Linked DNA regions of Arabidopsis thaliana: all the other regions are linked to region 3. Evidence: chromatin contacts called from public capture Hi-C data. All regions are on one chromosome and are shown on one strand. Each heading gives the region's core, a stretch centred on a gene start, on an enhancer-like site or on the middle of the called end of the contact. The rest is flanking DNA. Distances are from core to core; before and after follow the strand shown.

The links. Capture Hi-C pulls out chosen DNA fragments and counts their contacts.
Region 1: a contact with region 3 is called in a capture Hi-C map of shoot, with 9 times the contacts expected there. The contact joins the promoter of AT4G22990 here to the promoter of AT4G23090 in region 3. A contact is called at or near these places in 1 of 26 Hi-C or Micro-C datasets (rosette leaf) and 2 of 3 other capture datasets (root and shoot).
Region 2: a capture Hi-C map of shoot shows a contact between it and region 3, with 5 times the contacts expected there. The contact joins the promoter of EP1 here to the promoter of AT4G23090 in region 3. A contact is called at or near these places in 1 of 26 Hi-C or Micro-C datasets (rosette leaf) and 2 of 3 other capture datasets (root and shoot).

What each region holds. Positions count from the first base shown.
Region 1 is chr4:12,049,620-12,053,305 of TAIR10.1, reverse strand. AT4G22990 (Major Facilitator Superfamily with SPX (SYG1/Pho81/XPR1) domain-containing protein) reads left to right here and starts at 1,415. Exons shown (of 11, transcript NM_001341571.1): 1 at 1,415-1,714; 2 at 1,889-1,952; 3 at 2,166-2,374; 4 at 2,447-2,567; 5 at 2,649-2,960; 6 at 3,032-3,597; 7 at 3,680-3,686. The coding sequence starts at 2,322.
Region 2 is chr4:12,133,678-12,137,195 of TAIR10.1, reverse strand. It overlaps EP1 (receptor-like protein kinase-related family protein), which reads right to left and starts at 2,223. Exons shown (of 1, transcript NM_118446.3): 1 at 400-2,223. The coding sequence starts at 1,991. The coding sequence ends at 1,194. CRK8 (cysteine-rich RECEPTOR-like kinase) reads right to left here. Exons shown (of 9, transcript NM_001341577.1): 9 at 2,987-3,433.
Region 3 is chr4:12,099,498-12,103,126 of TAIR10.1, reverse strand. It overlaps AT4G23090, which reads left to right and starts at 1,644. Exons shown (of 6, transcript NM_001084965.1): 1 at 1,644-1,756; 2 at 1,877-1,935; 3 at 2,011-2,057; 4 at 2,153-2,275; 5 at 2,357-2,524; 6 at 2,620-2,736. The coding sequence starts at 1,644. The coding sequence ends at 2,736. It overlaps GSH1 (glutamate-cysteine ligase), which reads left to right. Exons shown (of 17, transcript NM_001203879.2): 17 at 820-992.

The sequences.
Region 1 (3,686 bases), core at 166-2,665, 50 kb after region 3:
CGCACGGGACCACGTTTCCCATTCATGCACCCTGGTGCATACAAGACCGACCACGTGAAAACCAATGGCACATATAATTCTTATAAATTGTAAAAAAAAAAAAAAAAGAGTAGTAACCAGAGATGTTCTTCTTTCTTTTCTGCCACTTATAATAAAATAAAAGAGATGTCTAAGAATGACGACATGACAACAAGAAAGTAAGAAACTCATGGACCATATGGTCATGAATTGATGTCTATATTTGTTGGGATTAGAAAGGTATATATGCTTGAAACGATTATTTTTCAAAAATGAATGGACCAAAAACAAAATGAAAATACTTTTTAGAGAATAAAACATTTATTATAGAATTCATTTTGATATATAAATCAATATTGGTCTTCTTAAGAACTTGAGAAAAACTCAAGCATAAGTTATGAGCTTCCACACCATAGAGCGTTGGGCTCGCTATAAAGATCGTTTATTAAAACCGCAAATCTTTCATGAGACACGGTTCACTAAATCTTTCTATTTGTTTTGACCAAAATTAATAAAATTAGTCGTATGGTCTAAATCATATTTGAACGTCTGGAAAATCTTCAAAGTGACACACCCTAATTGTCTTGAAGATGCTCTGATTCGTTTACTCATGTCATAACACATGCTCAATCCGACAAATAATGTGAAGAAAGAAGAATACGTCTCCCGTGAAATCCCATGCCATAACCTCGGTTTCATCTATATTCCCATCAGACAATTAGTAAATGGACGAGCTAGCAACACACGATTATGTAGATTAGATTCTTTTTTTTTCTCATAAGTATTACCCTTTTAATTAAAAACAGCAGTTGTAAACGATACAACAGTGGAAGAACATCCACTTTCAAAGTTTGACACACACTTTTACCACTTACAAGATTAGATTATCTAACTAGAGAGTCATCTAAGTTGTAAAACAAAAGAGTAGAGTAAGGGTAATTAGAGTAAAGCATTACACCACATGACATTACGCTTCAGGTATGCCAAAACCAAAAAGGGATACTAGGCCATACCATCTTCTTCAGATTGTAGATTAGATTCTATACTAGGAAAGGAGACAAATCATGTAAAAACATTTACTTATGTTTTACATTTAGAAAAGAAAGATTGAAAAATATTGAAAAAGAAACAAAATTATTTAATAACTTTGCATAATACTTATATCTATCTTTTTTCTTTTCTTTTTCGTGAAGCTAATATTCAAACTTGTCTATCTTCTTCAATATGTGATACTACACCTCTTGATGCCAAATTCAGTTTTATTATTCTGTAATATATAGAGAATGAGATTTTCTGAATTTATTTTGCCGTCATGAAAATCATATTTAACAGAATGTACACTATTACCAAGATAATTCATTATCTCAATAACCAGAAGAAAGGGTCCGACAAATGAAGATAGACCCCACAATGCACAGTGATGCAGCAAACTCTTATCTTCCACCTCCTTCCTTTATAAACCGTATATAAAAATCTTCGAACGTGATTACACAGAGCCACTCTCTGATTCTTCTTCTTTCCTTTTTTGGTTTCTTCTCCAATTTTGTTTCCTTTCTCACCGTATCCCAATTCAACTCTCATTAAAATAATATTTCTAATGTATCTGCTGAGCTTAGAGAAAGCGGCCCCAAAAATTTACAATTTTGCGACATAGAAATATCTGGGCTACCTCTCTTTCTCTCTGAGAACTTTAGAGGTAATATTCTCTAGATTTTTCTCGTCTCTTGTTCACAGAGGTTGTTAAAGTTTCAATCTTTAATTCATTTGTGGGGTTTTCTTCAAATTAAGAAGATTTTTCTCTGTTCTCTTTGATGTTTACGATTGCGATTTCGCTCATTTCGATTTTGTCGTGTTTTTGCTTTTTACTTAGCTGGATTGAACAGAATCTGAATTCATCAAGAACTAGGAGAAGAACGCAACGACGAAGATAAGAGGTTCATACATTTATCAGAATGTTCTAACTTTTCAATTAAGTAAATGTTTTGTGTAGTTTTGACTTCTCCTTTCTCTCATTGTGTGAATTATTTTGACTCTTTAGCTGAAACCGAGAATCTGGTTGACCAAATCAACACATAACACTCTTGAATCATGAATATTGATATATCTCGAAACACATCAATCAATCTCGAATCTTTTTTTTCTTGTAGCAACATGTCTCAGTGTAAACTTTAGTGTCACTGCATAGTTCATTGATATAGAAAGGTGGAAGACTTTTTCTGGTAGTCCTTTCTACAAAAAGTTTTGTGTATGTGATCATTCTTTTATCTCTGATTCTTCTCTGTGACTTTCTTTCAGTGTAGAAGATGGTAGCCTTCGGGAAAAAACTCAAGGAACGGAGCATTCAAGAATGGCAAGGGTAATTTCTCGATAAACTTTTCGAAAAACTCGTAAAAATGTTTGTCCTAATGTTAATCATGATCGCTTGTAGATATTATATCAATTACAAATTGATGAAGAAGAAAGTGAAGCAATATAGTCGCCAATTAGAAGGAGGCAATCTTGAGCGCCGTCATGTTCTTAAAGATTTCTCAAGGATGCTTGATAATCAGGTAACAACAACCTTTAGTGTCTGTGAAGATAAAAGTGTGGAGCTTTATAAAAAGCTAATTTTGAAAATGAATGCATACTAGATCGAGAAAATCGCTCTTTTCATGTTGGAGCAACAAGGGTTGCTTGCAAGCAGGCTACAGACACTAAGGGGATCACACGATGCTCTCCAGGAGCAGCCAGACATATCCCACATGTCTTATCTAAAGGAAGAGTATAGAGCTGTTGGGCAAGATCTTCTCAAGCTTTTGTTTTTCGTTGAGATGAATGCTATTGGTATCCGTAAGATACTGAAGAAATTTGACAAACGGTTTGGTTATCGATTCACAAACTATTATGTCAAGACTAGAGCTAACCATCCTTACTCTGAACTCCAGCAAGTCTTTAGACATGTGGTAAGTTAAGTCTTAAGATGAAACAAATGACTATGTATCCTTCTTTTTCCAAGCCTAACGTTGAGTTATAGGGCCTTGGAGCTGTTGTTGGAGCCGTATCTCGCAACCTTCATGAGCTTCAAAACAATCAAGGAAGCTACTTATCGATTTATGATCAACCAGTTCTTCCTCTTCAAGATCCTGTAGTGGACTCAATTAGAGCGGCAGTGGATAGGCTAACGCGGTCAACAAACTTTCTACACTTCATGGCTCAGCACGCGCTTATAATGCAAGAAGAGTTACCAAGTCCACAAGATGAGGAAGGGGAAGAAGAAGATGGGAGATATCACTTCATGTCTCTCTTGTTGAATTTGGTCAACACGTTTCTCTATATGGTCAATACCTATATCATTGTCCCTACAGCAGATGACTATTCAATGAGCCTCGGTGCAGCAGCAACGGTGTGTGGTGTTGTGATTGGTGCTATGGCTGTAGCTCAGCTCTTCTCTTCGGTTTACTTCAGTGCCTGGTCCAATAGATCCTACTTCAAACCACTCATATTCAGTAGCATTGTTCTCTTCATTGGGAACTTGTTATATGCATTAGCTTTTGACTTCAATTCAATAGCGGTTCTCTTGATCGGGCGGCTTTTCTGTGGGTAAGTCTCTTTAGACTTCAAAATGCTCATAGTATCACTTCTTGATGGATTACTTATATTCTTATCATACTGTTTTTTTCAGATTGGGA
Region 2 (3,518 bases), core at 974-3,473, 33 kb before region 3:
AATATTTCCTTTTTGGTTCTCAGCTTCTCATGACTATTCCAAAACGAGAAAAAAGGCAATCAAAATTTTTAAAGGCATTCACATATACATAAGGAAAGAGAAAATAAAACCGAGAAGTATTTTATGTTTGATGTATCTCCGATCCTAGTAAAGGCCCAAGATATTGATGCAAGGTATATGAGACCTAGCTCAGCCGTGATTTCTCCGTGAAGAAGACTCAGCTTTGTTAATAATTGAATGAGGCGGTGTATGATGCCAAAACCCTAGTTCGTTCTATTTGATTTTAATGATATTATTCAAAACCCTAGTTTTTAAAAAGTAACTAATTTTTTTTCGTTACTGCCAAGGAAAAACAATCGGCTTTTCATGCAACAAATCTCGTTAAAATTGGTTATGGGCCTGCATGTGAAAATGGAGCCAGAACCAGAAGAGGACTTGGTCAATGCATCGAGAACATTTGCGTAATATTCTTTTTTTTTTCTTTTTTAGTAGTTTTTAATCATCAGCGTAATCTAAGACTCCGACCAAGTCTTACACAAAACAAAAAGAAGAGAAGCTGAGAAATCTGACAAGGAATTAGAAAATGAAAAAGAAAGTTTTTTTCCATTAGTAATAACAGAGGAAAAACTTATGCTTCTGTTGGTTCTCCCTTGCATCTCGCTTTCCTTAGCTCATTTTTACTGTTACGGTGTTACGCACAACTAGAATAATCACTTGGAACACTCAGAATGTTGCAGCGGGCCAGTTCAACGATCAGACGAAGTAAACATCAAGATAGCAAGAGCAACCACTATCGACGACGAATTCAGTTTGTGAGGAAGAGCGTTGGTGTAGCTTGAGACACGTTTCAATCACGTGTAGCTAAAAATATCTAGATAATTGTAATAGAAAATAAATTAAATATTTTATGTATTAATTGGTTTAGTATGAGAAAAGCCAAAACATTGACCAAGTCTAAGATTAAGAAAGCTAGATGAGCAATTCACTATCAAAGACGAGAAGACTGAAGTAAAGACAAAATAAGAAGACTCATTAGCTGCTTCACAATCCTTATCTCTTTGATTGTAAGAAACTGAGTTACTTTATTTCGATGATACCAATTTTAAACGCAGAGAAAAAGCAACACGTCAATTTGTAAAGCAGAGCAAAACGAATTACAACTTGGCCAAAACTTCGACGTAAAAAGCAGCACATCAATTTGCTCTGCTTGGCGACGGTGGTGGTGGTGGAGATGGTGTTCCAATGGTAGTTTCGTTGTAGAACGAGTAAAGCTCGTACCTTGAATTACAACTTGGCCAAAACTGTCTTGCTCCAATTCTAGAAAGTGGCATTCTATTGATGGATCTTGTCAGACATCTCAAACAGTCTTGACTTGTAAGATCAGGAGTGCATTGAACAAGCCCGTACAAAGTCTGGAGTTCGGTCAATTCGGTCTTTATCGTAGAGAATTTTCTAGAACTGTTGGCTGCTTCCATGGCAGCTTGGTTCATATTAGATTGCACCAAAACTATAAACTGGTTTATTTGACTTTGATTAGGAGAAATAGTGTTGGTGTTACTCAAGATAAATTCTCCTTCGTTTGTAATGGCCGTCGATAGAATATTCTTGTCAGAGTATCTGAGTATACACTCCTCGTAATAGAACACAGCTTCTCTCTGACTTGGACACCTAGTTAACGCTTCGTCAACGGAGAAGGCAACGCAGTTACTGCAAACTTCCGGCGAGAGGTCTCCGCGGCAGAGGAAAAGTCCGGTGACCAGGTCGGGGGTTTGTCCCACCGTGACGTTCTGGAATCCGGTGGAGTAAGAGGCGTTGCGGGAAGCAAAAGAGGACAAAAGGGTTCTGAGATTGGTGGAGTAAGTGCTGAATCTTGAGTAAGTTGTCGTATTTGGACAATAATGATTTAAGTAAAAAGGATCTTGAGCGGAAGCTTTGAAGCTAGTGAGGAATGAGAAAAGGAAAAGGAAGATAAAAGAGATCAGAGAAGACATGGTGTTTTTTTCGACTTCGTTGATTTGAGTTTCACATCATGCAGCTTCCATTTATTAACGTGAATAGTTTGTGACGACCATAAGTCATCAATCAAAGTCAATGTAAACGATTTTTTTTTATGTCATTCCTTTTTATTAACAACAAAAGTCAAATTATTGGAAAAGGCCTTGTTGAAATAACCTATTTTGTTTTATGAATAAGATTACAAGCAACTGATATCTCGACAATAATTTAGTGAAACTAAACTTTTTGAGTAAGAAAATTAATTAGGGCTACAAACTGAATAAACTAGGGTTGTGAAATTATTGTTTTAACTTATAACTGTTCGTTTGTTACTTGTCTGGTAAGGAACTTTAACTGTGCTGTCTTTTTGACCCAAAGTCTCGGCGCCAAGCGGAATAATCATCAACCTCACTTCAATAATATTCAATTCCAACCCATATTTTTCTCGGAAATAGATTGATAGACGTCAAAACATAGAAAATTTATAAATCTATTTTCTCTGGTTGTCACTTCCACGTGTTTTAGTCTAACATTTGAATAACAATAAAAGTTGATGTTCATCATATAGGTGACTTTGACTTTCAAAAAATTGTATTAGTTAGTTAGTTTATAACAAAGTAAGAAAAGAAAAAACTTTGACGTGCTAGATGGTTTCACATTTCATTTATTTTACTACTTTTACAAATCATGTAAATCACCTTCCCACATTACTCTGTTTTCCCTCTGTTCCCAAATCAGAAGGTACAAGATCATTGGAGGTATTGCTAAAGCGATTATATATCTTCATCATTCACGACTCTCAATCAGACATTGTGACTTCAAAGCAGGTAATATCCTCATAGACGCTGAAATGAAATCCAAAGTTACAGATTTTGGATTGGCCAAATTTTTAGAATGGACCAAACTTTAATGCCAATTGCCAACATTCTAAGTGTTCTCTCCATTTCTCATTTCTCTCCATATCTAATTATTCTTTAATAAAAAATCAAAACAAAGTACACATATGGTTTTAACAAACCAAATCAAAACTAAACAATTTATTGGGTTGATCACACCTAGAAATATGAAAATATATGCTTAAACTTCATTACAACCGTGAAGGTAAACATCATATTTAGCGCGGATATAAATCAGTGATCAATTCATCGTCAATAGATGCTGGAGTAGACTTGGTCGTGGTAGACTGATCTGAATCAGTCGGGTCCTTTACGGGACTACTTTGAATGAAAAACCCTGGTTGCCGAGGCACTGGTAAGGTCACAGTATTACTAGTGAGCATCATGAAAACGGTTGATATTGTCGGACGCTTTGCAGGATCTTCTTGAACACATAAAAGACCGATATGGATGCATCGAACCACTTCGCTATTCTGGCAGTTATTTGCTATAAGTGGATCCACGAGGTCTAATGCTGTTCTGTTAGTCCAAAGCCTCCAAGTCTAGAATATCAATCAATAAATCAGTTCTAGCTACTAACGTTACGTGTTGTAATGTAAGAGAGGTATATATTGATTGCCTAAAAAC
Region 3 (3,629 bases), core at 395-2,894:
GGAAAGTTTTGATGTTTAGTAATTTGGCAATGTATGTTTTTTTCTAAATGGGAGAGCATCTTCGATGTAGACATTTACGAGCTTTTCCTTTAATAGGTTTTGGCTAGTGAAGAACACTGCTTTCATAATTGAATCCACCAGACTCCGCGTAAACTAAACTGATTACAACACGATGATCCTGGCCGTCGGTAATTATCGTAAAACAAGAAGATAGTGGCACTTAGGTGACAGGATAATATGTAAACCCTACCAAGGCGTCCCTACAAAATGATGAGTGATGACTGATGAGAGTGAGAAAAACCGAGTCTCCACAGTCCACACACTGCCTTACCTAATTAATATACCCACCTTTCATTCATGTATGTTACGTCAACGTTTTTATGTCCGTTAAAACTGTAATCTACATAAGAGATCATAATTTTTAAAATCTCCATGTATTTCGTTGATACTTTAATTTGGCACGTTTCTAGTTTTTGAGATCAAATGTTTTTAATCTGCTTCTAGTCTTATTTTTCCTAAACCTTAAACTGTAAACCAATTGCTTTTTCACATAACCTTGCTTGTTTTCAATTTTAAAATTTAAGTCCAATATTTGAAACAACCTAACAAATGTCGTCTATGGCAACCAAAAAAAAATAAAAAATCAAAACAATTTGCTAAAAAGGAAATTGATTAAAATTGATTTCTTTCATTTAAATTGGAATTTAATATATTAGGTAAACATGTAAACGCAATCGCAATTTTTATGAGAGACTTCGGGCCGGTTCGTTTAAGTGTCGCTGCGACTATAACTAGCGACTGGCTTTAAAAACGACTGAGTTTTGTTTGTTTTTATTGTTTTTTTTTTAAGTTCGAATATGTCGTATAGATCTGTAAAATAATTCAAATGTGGCTTTGTCCCATAGATTGGTTTTGATTATGCAATCATCTATCACAACAGTGGAACATTATGCAATCATTTATTGTCTATCAAATTAATTATGGTTATGAAATATGAAGGATCTTACATCTTAAAAAGTGTTAATTATGATCGCATGCCATTTAGATTCTTTCAAAAATTCAGTTTGAAAGTGGAAAGCGCGCCAAAATTTGCAGAAATCAAAAATCCGTTAAAAAACGTTACCAAAAAAATATTTTAAAACGGGCCAAAATATTTCAAATGTGGATTCCATAGATTGGTTTTGATTATGCAATCATGTATTACAACAGTGGGTTGAAATCACTTCTCCTACCTGATCATTAGCTTCAAAAGTGCCTTGGCTACAGTAATAGGATTTTTCATGTATATGAAAATATTAGTTCAAATGGGAGACAATCTTTTGAATTGGTATAGAGGTTGTCAGGTTGATCAATGATTCAGGGGAAGAGTGATGACAAATACTAAGAAATGATCCAGGAGGTTGTCATCCGTTTTCCTATTAATAGAATTGGATAAAAACTTATTTGACTTCTAAATATTTATTAGGTTGAACATTTTCTCAGATATACTATGAAAACAGTCAAACAAAGGATAGTCAAATTTGCATCCGTGCAAAATATTTATTGTGTAGAAAATTAGAAAGCAACTCTTTAATTAGTTTCTTCACTAGCCTAAATATATTTCCCCTTCTCACTGTTTCTACTTTTGATTGATTTACTTATAAATGCCGATTGAGGCAACATTCCTCCATACTTCAATTTCTTTCTTTCCGCTTAAGTTAACGATTTGGAAAAACATGAGCGAGAACTCTTCGATTACAGTGGATCAGCCAACAACGTCTGTTTTCTTCTTCTTCTTCTTTCTTATTTACAATTTATATTTTCTTGTATTTATCAATCTTGGAGTCTTGAATCTAAACAATATATATAATGATCTCTTTTTCTTCAATCATCACAGAGAAAATGGTAATGGCCAAGGAGAGCAGGTGATTCAATTGGGTAATATGCCGCCTCCTCGTAAGTATATTTCCAATCTTCAAAATTAGGGTTTCTTTGAGGGATCTTGAAAATGTCATTTTCACCTCTTTGTAGTGTCACCACCCACCGCACGCAGAATCCTAGTGATCCCGCATGGAGCCGTAAGTAGTTTATTTTCCTCCATTAGTTCTGTTTCCATACAACTTCTTCTCCTCTTGAGTTTTCTAAAAGAGATGTTTTGAACCTCGACCAACAGGAAATTGTCAGTGTACTGGCATATATTTCTAGGGCTTCTCGTCAGGCAGTCTACATCTTGTCAGGGAGGGGATGCGTTTCACGAGCCAACTTGGTGTCGTTACCAATCCGAGGAAACCGCATGGTAAGTGTTTTAGTCTTAATCATTCAATAGAAGCTTTTTTAGTTTCCAATTGTTTCTCTGATTCTGCTTGGCTATATATAGGGTATTGGGAGAATACTTTACTTGAGTGGATGGTTCCAACCGATGCTCACTGATGTAGGTGTTGCTGTACATTCTAGTCGTCCCAACGGAATACTTCACGTCTCCCTTTCAGGTGTTTCACCAAGTGTTGCTATTGCATATCAACTTTTTGCTTTCGGAGATGTTGAGGTGTTGTTGACTCTTTTTACCATTATATATCTCAATAGATTCTTTTAGATTTATTGATACCAAAAACTCTCAATACTTCTTGAAACACATTGTAGGTGGATGTTTTTTTTGTTTGCGGACCGGGGTCAATATTTCAACCGGATGCACCAGGTGCACCGAGAGAACGGGTACGAGTTAATGGAGTAGCATTAGCACAAGCACCTGCTGGATAATAGATACTCTATAAAATTTAACCTAGAGATGGCTGCAAAAACAGAATAAGTAATAGGAAGCAACAACTTATTATTACTTACAGAATGATATAAAACATAGTTGTTTGCTTTCTCATATTTGACTAATAAATCAATAAAAATAATAATATTACCTTGATGTTGAGATGAGATGTGGTATGGGAAACTAATACGGTTGATGACTTGGGAATCTTTGTCATCAACAACTTGGGAAAGTTACGTTTAATGCTTTTGCTAGCTACTAGATTACAATACCTTTTTGATTGGATTCTTGGAGCAGTTTAACATCAACCTGCATTTCATTGAGCATTTGCAGCGAGAATTAAAATCTAAAATATAGGATATAGTATCCATACCAAATTAACAATAGGAACTTACGGAAGCGAAAGAAACTATATATGCTACATAAGAGATTTTCAGAATATTGATTACAGAACAAGTTCTCTATAGTGTACAATACCTGGAAGAAGAAGAAAAAGATTGATTTATAATGGGATGTGTTAGACTCTTGTAGTCTTGTTAATATTTCAAACCCAATGGTATAAGATTTTTAATCAAAAATAATATCAAATTCTTTAAAAATGATCTTTACAATGCTAAACCAAGTAAAAATAAATAGATGGCCGCTCCCTGTTTTTTGATCAAATAGAACTTTCAATCATTAACATTACGTCACTTATTATTTGCTGGCAGTGCTCTTTTATGTCTAAGGGCTTATGATCTTCGCTTGGCAAATTGTCATTTGTGAAACCGAAGTTCACAGCCCACCCAACTTACCAAGAAGACACTTCCTCTTCAACGTGATAAGTTATTTCTTTCTAAATGAATATGAAATTTTATTCAATTAAAACAAAAAAAAAAACGTTTTTACAACC